Linked DNA regions of Danio rerio: region 2 is linked to region 1. A link is a contact called in public HiCAR-type data. All regions are on one chromosome and are shown on one strand. Each heading gives the region's core, a stretch centred on a gene start, on an enhancer-like site or on the middle of the called end of the contact. The rest is flanking DNA. Distances are from core to core; before and after follow the strand shown.

Evidence for each region. HiCAR-type assays count read pairs that join an accessible place to other places.
Region 2: a HiCAR-type map of caudal fin shows a contact between it and region 1, with 5 times the contacts expected there. The contact joins the promoter of zgc:92360 here to the promoter of cacna1ib in region 1. A contact is called at or near these places in 3 of 18 Hi-C or Micro-C datasets (caudal fin, hematopoietic stem cells and an unstated tissue) and 1 of 4 datasets of contacts at active chromatin or transcription factors (caudal fin).

Annotation. Positions count from the first base shown.
Region 1 is chr6:594,152-599,316 of GRCz12tu, reverse strand. cacna1ib (calcium voltage-gated channel subunit alpha1 Ib) reads right to left here and starts at 2,628. Exons shown (of 37, transcript XM_068221863.2): 1 at 2,474-2,628. The coding sequence starts at 2,561.
Region 2 is chr6:738,399-743,563 of GRCz12tu, reverse strand. zgc:92360 reads right to left here and starts at 2,988. Exons shown (of 11, transcript NM_001002715.1): 1 at 2,846-2,988. The coding sequence starts at 2,933.

The DNA of each region.
Region 1 (5,165 bases), core at 1,379-3,878:
AAGAAATAATGTGTCAAAATGAAGAGAGTTTCTCCTTAAAACAAGCACACTAATCTGAGAAAGGGGTAAGAAAAATAATCTGGTTTTTAGTTTTAGGATAAGATTTTGCTTCCCCCATTGTCAGATTATTGTAACAAGACTATATTTTGTGTGTGTCTAAAAATGCTTCTTGATTTAAGAGTTTTTAGATATTCGGACTAGAAACAAGACAAAAACTGTTGCAGTGTAGCCATTCTTCACACCCAGTTATCCTTCACACTGCTTCTGATTGTCAATAAACACTTTCTTACATCAAAATCAGCTGAAATAGAAAGACAGACACACATCATCTTCTCAGGATGAAAATAAATGAACTGACAGAGGAAATGAGAAAAGTCTGCTGAGAAATCAATAATTCTTCACAATATAAAATGCCCATTAGAGAGCAATAGCATTAGGGGTCGCCACAGCAGAATGAACCATCAACTATTCCAGCATATGTTTTACACAGCAGATACCCTTCCAGCTGCAACCCAGTACTGGAAAACACCCATAAACACTCATTCTCTTACACCCTCATACACTAGTGCCAGTGTAGTTGATCAGTTCTCCTATAGCACATGTGTTTGGACTGTGGGGGAAACCGGAGCACCCGGAGGAAACCCACACTAACACGAGGATAACATGCAAACTCTACACAGGAATGCCAACTGACCCAGCTGAGACTCAAACCAGTGACCTTCTTGCTGTAAAACAACAGTCCCAACCACTGAGCTGCCATGTCACCCCACACTCCGTGAGTGAGTTTTTGTCTTCTCGTCTAAATACCTCAAAATTCTTCAAAGAAGCATTTCCAAATAAATAAAAGTGTTTGGTTTTCAAAAATATTGCATCACATTAGGAGAGTTGGATATAACTAATATACCTGTAGATATAGCTAAAATATCAGCCAATGGGGTAAACAAAATTATATTGTGTTTGCTTTGAAATTACATTATTTCACTTAATTTAACCCATTATACTGCAGTTTTAGCTTGGTTAAGCCATTACAGTGTACTAAAAGGGCTGCTGAATGCTTGATTCTAATTGGCTGATGATCATATCAAGTTGTGCTGATATTTTCAGGTAAACACACAGCTAAAGTGAACTCCTAAAAGTATATAACTCCTAGAAGTCCATTATTCTACAAATATTGAAGATTTTTGTACGAGTTTGTCTGATGTTCATCTGCTGCCCTCTAGCGACACACACGCACACACACAGACAGGTATCTAAAGGGGCAGCTAAATACGGAAATCAACTAATCGTAATGCTAAACCCCTTTATATGATTATTTAAACAAGAATTGGACCTTTACCTAAATACAATTTCAAGGTTTAGTATTAAGAAAGCAGTTAAATCTTTAATTGTGTGCTTTGTTTAATATTCTGGGTAATTTTCTATTCGTTTTCCTCTCCTTTCCTTCTTTATATACCCTTGTTAGATTATTTTAAATGTAATTCATATTTCCATCATTGTCAACAAACAACAAAAGTAATCTCTGAGTGGTTTGTACTTTATTTCTATCCGTTCAAATGTAATTGTTGTGTTGTTATTGCAATTAAATATACAAAGAAATAAAATTGCAAGGCTTCCAACTTTTTAAGTTCACAAGATTGTTATATTATTAAACAAATATGCCAAATAAGCATCTTCGCTAATTCTAAATTCTTTCTCTGACTAAAGTTACACATATTAATCAATAAACTGAAATAAACAATCAAATGAAATATTGTCTTCACTTTGTGTGGAATATTTTCATTTTAAACGGGCACATGAATAAGAGCGCATGCGTGTATATTAGTCTATATGCAAATGAGTGGTTAATGACTTTTTGAATATTCAACAGCCAATCAAGTATTCAAACTCAAAACAAGCGGAATTTGACGCAGATGTTGTGCAGCAGCATATTAAACACAAACTCCACTATTTCAACACACGGTGAGATATCGCATTCAGTTTGTGTATAATACTTTACTTTTAAACGGGCACATGAATAAGAATGAACGTGTGTAGGCAAATGAGTACCTAAATGCTTCTTTTAAGTAAAGGCAATCAAGTAAATAATTCATAATTCAAAACTTGCAAAGTTTGATGTAGTTGTCATAGTAAACATCACAGAATAGTGCTATTGGTAATTGGCATTTCTTTAAGAATAGAGCTGTCAAACATTAATTTCACATTGCTGACACGTCTGATTAGCATACTGTTAGCAGTAAAGCTCCGCCTATTATAATTTCATTGGTCGCTCAGGATCTTTATTATGATTTCTGTCACAAGTGATAAATAAAACATTTAACTAACAGCAAACACAGAAGCAGGAATAGCAGAAATATTGGATGGGAATAATTCAGCGTTCATTATAGTACCTCAGACTTTGTGTTTGCTTTGTCTGTGTGTGTTTTCAGCTTGTTTTGTTTACTGATTCGAGGCCTGAGAGTGTAAAGCGTCTTACCGGAGTCTGCTGTCCTCTGATCAATCGCATCTTCTTTCTGTCCGATTTTGATGAGTTTTAATCCAATTAATCGAGATTTAATCGACATCCGTTAGTTTCAATCGGCCGTTTGAGCTCCAGCTGATTTCAAATTCAAATATCCCGCCTGAGCTCTCAAATCTCGTGATCGGTCACGTGACTTCATTAGTTTGTTGTTTATTTAATAGCATTGAAGTAATCTAAACAAAACAGACAAAAATATAGTTTAAACCGTACAGAGATTACCTTTTACAATAACGGAAATATTAAATGTTTTAAATAGCATAAGAAAGGTATAGAAATGGAGTTGACTCAACAGTTATTTGATTTTTAAAAAGTATTGACGCCTCTTTGTTTCTGTCTAGAGCGAGTATTTTATAGCTGTTGTGTTTTAAATTAATATTTGTTTTAATATACTTTATTTTGCTCATGTTTAGATAGTATTAGTACACAGACTGATATGCATAAGTCAAGATTTCGAAATGCTATTGTTCACATCATTGCGTAACTATTTTAAGCACAACCAATATTGAAATATTACCAAATATTCTGATTATCCGCCTTATTAAGGTGAAATAGAAGTTCAAAAGCTGAATGAAGGGTAACGTTTCTTCATACAAATATTTATTAAAATTAAATAACAATGCTGCAATAAAACACGGTGGCCCAGTGCTTAGCACAAGAAGGTCTCTGGTTTGAGTCTCGGCTGGGTCAGTTGGTGTTTCTGTGTGGAGTTTGCATGTTCTCCCCGTGTTGGCGTGGGTTTCCTCCGGGTGCTCCGGTTTCGCTCACAATCCAAACACATGCGCTATAGGGCAACTGATCAACTACACTGGCCCTAGTGTATGAGTGTGTGAGAGAATGAGTGTGTATGGGTGTTTCCCAGTACTGGGTTGCAGCTGGAAGGGCATTCGCTAAGTAAAACATATGCTGGAATAGTTGTCAGTTCATTCCGCTGTGGCGACCCCTGATGGATAAAGGAAATAAGCCTGAAGGAAATTGTATAAATGCATGAATGTTGCAATAGTGTTAGCGTGAGTCTGCATGAGTTATCATGAGCTATCAGAATTTAAACATTGTGTAATTCAATCGTGCAATGAAACCTTTTTATTTTTATCTACAGCTTTAGTACAGCAGCATCCAAAAGTCTTGCAGAAATGTTATGGTAGCTTAATGTGGGTTGTTTTAAGAACAAGAGATCATCCTAAACACACTTTATATTTTAGATAAGGCTGCAGACTAACATATTTTACATAAACTATGCTTAAATATAGTTTACAAGTTAACATAGTTAAATAAATTAAAATAACACCGTGAAAAAGTTTATGAACCCTTGGTCTAAATATTCTATGTGGTTTCTTGATGATTTATGACCATTATTTTACTTTGTGATTTTACTTTTACATGTTGAACAGTTAAAATGTTGCCGTTCTTCACAAAAACCCTTGTGTTAAGTTGATTCTGCAGTTTTCCAGCATCTTCTGCAGATTTTGAATCTCTCCAGTATCATAGATCCATGTTTTCACACAGAGCACAACTGAGGGACTCAAACACAGTCATTAATAAAGGTTCAGACACTCACTGATGCTGCGGAAGCAAACAGCAGGCATTAAGAGACGGGGATGAAAACGTCTTTATTTTGTTGAAATATTCTATTTTCCTTGACCTTCAAAAGCAACAGAAGACAATGTAGTATATAATTTCATGTTTCCCAGATTACACATAAAAGACAATTTATCTTGCGGCTCGAATGCAAAACTTTTCACCCCCCAGCTCTTAAAGGAGCAGTTCACCCAAAATGAATTAACATGAAAGTGGTGCGAAATAAGTGAAGCCAATACCAGAAGTGCAAATGTACTCCACAAGCTTATCTAAATAAAGTGTTCACACGCACAGGAAATGTGTGTGTGTGTGTGTGTGTGTGTGTGAGAGACCACAGTTTAAACTGAAGATGTAATGATATGTTTAACAGAAAACACACACACACACACACACACACACACACACACACACCCTGACGTTAAGCAACTTTAACACATTGAACATAAGAAATGCAGCTGCAAAATACACTCGTGTGTTCCTCTTTTTGGTGTAAATGAGTGTCAGTAATGCAATTGAAATCTAACAGAAGCTCCTGGAGCATCTGAAGACGTCCTCGCCTGTAAACTCTGTCAATCGTGCTGGAATTAATGTTGGGTTGTTTGTAAAAGCGCAGTCAGGTTTGACTGTAAGAGGTATTAGACTCATACACTTCAAATAAATGACATATTAATACAGCAGTCTACTTTTAGATCTGTGCGTGTGTGTGTGTGTGTGTGATTTTATTTGTGTTATTGTGTGTGTGTGTGTATCTTTGTGTTATTGTGTGCAGGTTAATACGTGTGTGGAGGTATGTGTGTGTGTGCGCATTACTGTGTGTTTGTTTGTGCGTATGTTATTGTGTATCTGTGTGTGTGGTATTGTGTTTGTTATTGTAAGTGAGTGTGTGTATGTGTGGTAATGTGTTTGTTATTGTATGTGAGAGTGTGTGTGTGTGTGGGATTTTATTTGTGTTATTGTGTGTGTGTGTGTGTGTGTGTGTGTGTGTGTGTGTGTGTGTGTGTGTGTGTGTGTATCTTTGTGTTATTGTGTGCAGGTTAATACGTGTGTGGAGGTATGTGTGTGTGCGCATTAC
Region 2 (5,165 bases), core at 1,739-4,238, 140 kb before region 1:
AATATTTGCCATTTTTGGCTCAATTATTATAATATTTTAATTTTAGATAAAAAAAAACAACACTCAAGTACATCTATTATATCGAGAGACCAAGCACCCACACAAAGCTCAGACCGACATGATAAAACAGAATAAAGGAGACACTGTGAAAACCTGAAAAACACAAAGACACACAGACACCCTGAAGCTAAAGAAACACCTCAAATACCATTAACACACCCTGAAGACACTCAAACACACAGCAGGAGGATATTCCAGCAGTAACTGGGTAAAAATAACACTAAATACACATCTCCCTGACAGATATGAAGGATCAGGACATGCATTTCTGCACAAACAATATCCGGTGACACACTGAAAAAATTAATCAAAGATGATTTACTTTTACTTTTTTTATTTACCTATTTTTTTTTAAGTTAAGGGGTTGTAAACCATTTTTAATGTAGAATTTAAACAAATAAATTAAGTTGAACATTACAAAAGTTTACTTGTTTGTTTAAATTCAACACAAATAAACATTTTTTCAGTGCACTTTCTATGAAGCTATAATGCAGTTATAATGAATTATAACTGTTTATAATGATTTATAATCATTCTGCAAATGTATCTATTGACACAACAGACATTACTGTATTATAATGACAATCACTGCTACATAATAACTCATTTAATAATTCATATTAATTAATTTTCCTTCATATAAGTCTCTTTATACATCAGGGATTGCCACAGCAGAATGAACCGCCAACTATTCCAGCATATGTTTTACGCAGTGGATACTCTTCCAGCTGCAACCTAGTGCCGGAAAACACCCATACACACTCATTCACACACACTCATACAATACAGACAATTTAGTTCATCAATTCCCCTATAGTGCATGTGTTAGGACTGTGGGGGAAACCCACACCAACACGAGGAGAACATGCAAACTCCACACAGAAAACACCAACTGACCCAGCCGAGACTCAAACCAGTGACCTCCTTACTGTGAGACCATAGTGATCTGATAACCACTGAGCACTGATAGTATATGCATTTCACTGTGTGTGACAGAGATGTGAATTTGAATGTAATATTAGTCAGAAGCTTAATAAATATTTACACTGTAACAGGGACACACGCCTCAAAATAAAGTGCGAGCAAAGATTATTAAAAGCTCTGCACACTAATAAAAACATGGTTCTCAGGGGAACCAAAAACGGTTCCTCAATAACAGGGGTGTCCAGACTCTGTCCTGGAGGGTCAGTGTCCTGAAGAGTTTAGCCTCAACCCTAATCAATCACACCTGAACAAGCTAATCAAGCTCTTATATACTAGAAACTTCCAGGCAGGTGTGTTGAAGCAAGTTGGAGTTAAACTCTCCGGGACACCGGCCCTGCAGGACTGAGTTTGGACACTCCTGCTCTATAACATCACAGCCAAAGCACTCTTCAATAGTGAAGCTGACAAGTGTGATTTATCCAGTATTTCAGACCTGAGGACAGAAGTGTGTGTGTGTGTGTCAGACATGAAGCGTTTTACAGAAACACACACTTCCTGTTTCTTCATCTGCGTCTCCACATCCCCATATCACTCTCTCCATCTCTGCCAAGAAACATGAAGAAATCTCAACCACACCTACAGTGGAGATCTGATCTCCGTCCAGCAGACAAACACAAGCTCACAGCACGGCCGACAGCAGTACCACAGTAAAACACAGTACATCTGCTGTACACTACTTAAATCTGCTCCAACATTAATGCAAACACAACCGCAAAACAAACCAGGAATCCTTGTACAGACCCTACAGCTGCTCTCATTACACAGGTATGAACACTCACACACACATGCAGGTTTGTTTTTTTTTCAATTGTGGGGACATTCTATAGGCTTCCATTGCTTTTATAGTGCACACACTGTATTTTCTATTACTCTGCACCAATTTTAACCCAAGCCCTTACAGGAAACGGTGCAGTTTTAGTTTCTGAAAAGAAATAAAACTCATTATCTATTATTTATAAGCCTTTTGAGAAATTGGCACATCAATAATATCCCTATAATTCAGCTTCTCCAGACAGTGTCATACTCATGACAATATACACATCATGTGTGAATACACAAAATGTATGAATATAGTTAAGTTAGCAAATATTTTTGTTGCTTTCTCTTATTTTAATCCGTTAATCAGGTTTCACGTTAATATTTAAGGTTATACAAAGTTTAACATAATATTTTAGTCAGTTTAACTGATGTAAACTGAGACAACACAATGGTTTACAGTGTGATTTCATAAAACACACACACACACAGGTTTACAGGCACTCTGCCCATAGGCCATAAATATTTTGTACAGTGAAAACCACATAAACCCAAACCTCACGCAAACCTCTGGACAATTGTATTTTTTTTTTTTTTTTAGAAATTTAGATTTTTTATTTTAACTTTTAATCATATTTAATGCGCAGACATGATGTGTGTGTCTGCAGACCAAATTAATAGAGTACAACTAATTCATTATACACCATTGTGTGCCTTTAAACCTATACCTGTACACACACACACACACACACACACACACAGCGTATGCGCCAGCCTCTATTCTGATTTCAAACCGGAGAGTTTCCAATCCTACTTCAACTCTGTCAACGCCTAAAGCAATATATAGCATATTTAGCAAAAGGCTATATAAAACACAATAGAAACAGACTATTAAACACTGTTTAAAGCTCGTGCTGTGGTGTGGTGCTGTGCTTCAGGTGAATACTGCCCGTGTGTGTGTGTGTGTGTGTTTATCCGCGCGCAGGTTCGGTCATGTCTGAAGTCCGGCTAGTTGTAGTGAGTGTGTCTGTGAATTGAAACTCACTGTCGGCTCCGCAGTCCGCGCAGCTGCCGTTCCCCGGTTTCTGCAGGACGTGTTTGAGGTTTCTGGCCGCGCGCTCGTTGTCGGTCATCGGTGCGGTGCAGCGGCAGGTCTCCGGTGTCGGTCTCCGGTCTGAGTCTCCGTTCTGGAGGCAGGAGCGGCGGGAGGAGGCGCTGGAGGCCGGAGGTGTTTCAAACATTCGGAAGTAAAGCACAGGAGTTTGTTCAGACTTGTTGTTCCGCATCTGTGTGTGTGTGCGTGTGTGTGTGTGTGTGTACAGGTTTTTGTGATATATCAGGACACAAATGAGCATAATGACACAGAATGACACATGTATTAGGAGATAGTAATGACTTAGGATCATGTCCCCATTTTTAAATCACACAGAATGAGTTTTTTTTTAGAAAGTAAAACCTCTAATTATATGACCCACCCCTAAACCCAACCCATCAGGAAACAATCTGCATTATACATGTTCAAGATACTTCATTGTGTGTGAGTTATAACCATTGGGGCGCTCAATTGTGTCCCCACTTGTCTGTGTGCATCCTCTTCTCATTGGGATATAACAAGACAAGTACACCCATACCGACATGTGTGTCTGTACGAGTTTTTGTGACTTATCAGGACACAAATGTGCATAATGGCGTAGGATGACACAGGTATTAGGAGATTCAAATGACGCCAATAAGGTTTAATGTAAATTAAAATACTTATTTAACAAAATATGCATGCGAAAAGTAAACAGAAGTATAAACTACCAAATCAATAATAATAAAGATTTATGTAACGATGAATGTAAATGTGAAAAACTGTTGTGTGAAATCCAGCGGAGAATTAATAATGTGCAAAACTGTCACAGCATACATGAGTAGTAAATGAAAAAGGTGCGACTCATGATGTCCCCATTCCTCAAAAAGCTTATAAATCATACAGAGTGAGGTTTCTGTACAGTTCCCTGAGGGTTGGGTTTGGGGTAGGCTATGTGAATTATTAACCCCCCCCCCCCCCCCCCCCCACTTTTAAAATGTCCACTACACCCCTGGGTAAACATGCTTATAAATCAGACACAATGAAATATTTTGAAAATGTAAAATGCAGATTGTTTCCTGAGAGGGTTGGGTTGGCATTTCTGTGTGGAGTTTGCATGTTCTCCCCGTGTTGGTGTGGGTTTCCTCCGGGTGCTCCGGTTTCCCCCACAGTCCAAACACATGCGCTATAGGGGAACTGATCAACTAAACTGGCCGTAGTGTATGAGTGTGTGTGAATAAGTGTTTATGGGTGTTTCCCAGTCCTGGGTTGCGGCTGGATAGGCATCCATTGTGTAAAACCTATGCTGGAATAGTTGGCAGTTCATCCCGCTGTGGCGATTTCTGATGTATAAAAGGTCTAAGCTGAAGGAATATGAATGAATACTGTTATATTTTGATTTAATATTACATTTAGCATATGCATCCTATAGATTACATAATAAACATGTCACAGAGTCTGGATTATTCATATTAGAAAGAAAAACCTTGCTTGTAAATGTTTCTAATAGCTGAAAAGTGAAGTTTATTTATAAACTAATGTCGAGAGGATCTCGTGCTTATGATTGATCACAGCTGGTCCCACATTATTCAATTTATGATTAACCAATCAGACGATTCCTAAGCCACTATAAACACCCTGAGCTCCATATCACAGCCAGCTTGGTTTTAAAGAATCCCCCTCTCCGCCCCTACTCCTCCGACTTTAATAAAATGGGTGGCACTGTTGCCTCACAGCAAGAACGTCACTGGTTCTAGTCCTTACTAAGCCAGCCGATGTTTCAATGTGGAGTTAACACATTCTCCCTATGCTCATGTTGGTTTCCCCCGGGTTCCTCCCACCGTCCAAAAACATGCAGCTTAAGTTCATTGACTAATCCACATCAGCACCATATGCTCCTAGTCAGTAGTTCTCTCTTAAGAGCGATCACTATCTGTTCATCAGCTACTACAGCAGGGGAGTTCTCCACATCTACCTGAGCTCAAACTCCCCTCTCGCCCTGCAAACAGGAGGGAGCCCCGGGCTCGAGGATCCTCTGAGCTCTCTCCCGGGATCATCAGCTGAGGGTGAACGCTTGAATAAATGCAAAGTTTCACAGTAGAAAATAAACAGAAGACATAAAAGAGCAGCTAGCAAAATCCATGTGGCTCAAATCCGGCCCACATACCGCATGGAATGATGGCACTGGCCAAAAGTGGCCCACATTTGTTTTAGGATAACTGGGCCACATTTGCCATATCTTCTCCGGGCCACTATAGGCTAACGGCTGCATTAGCCAGAGTTTACTGTGCCG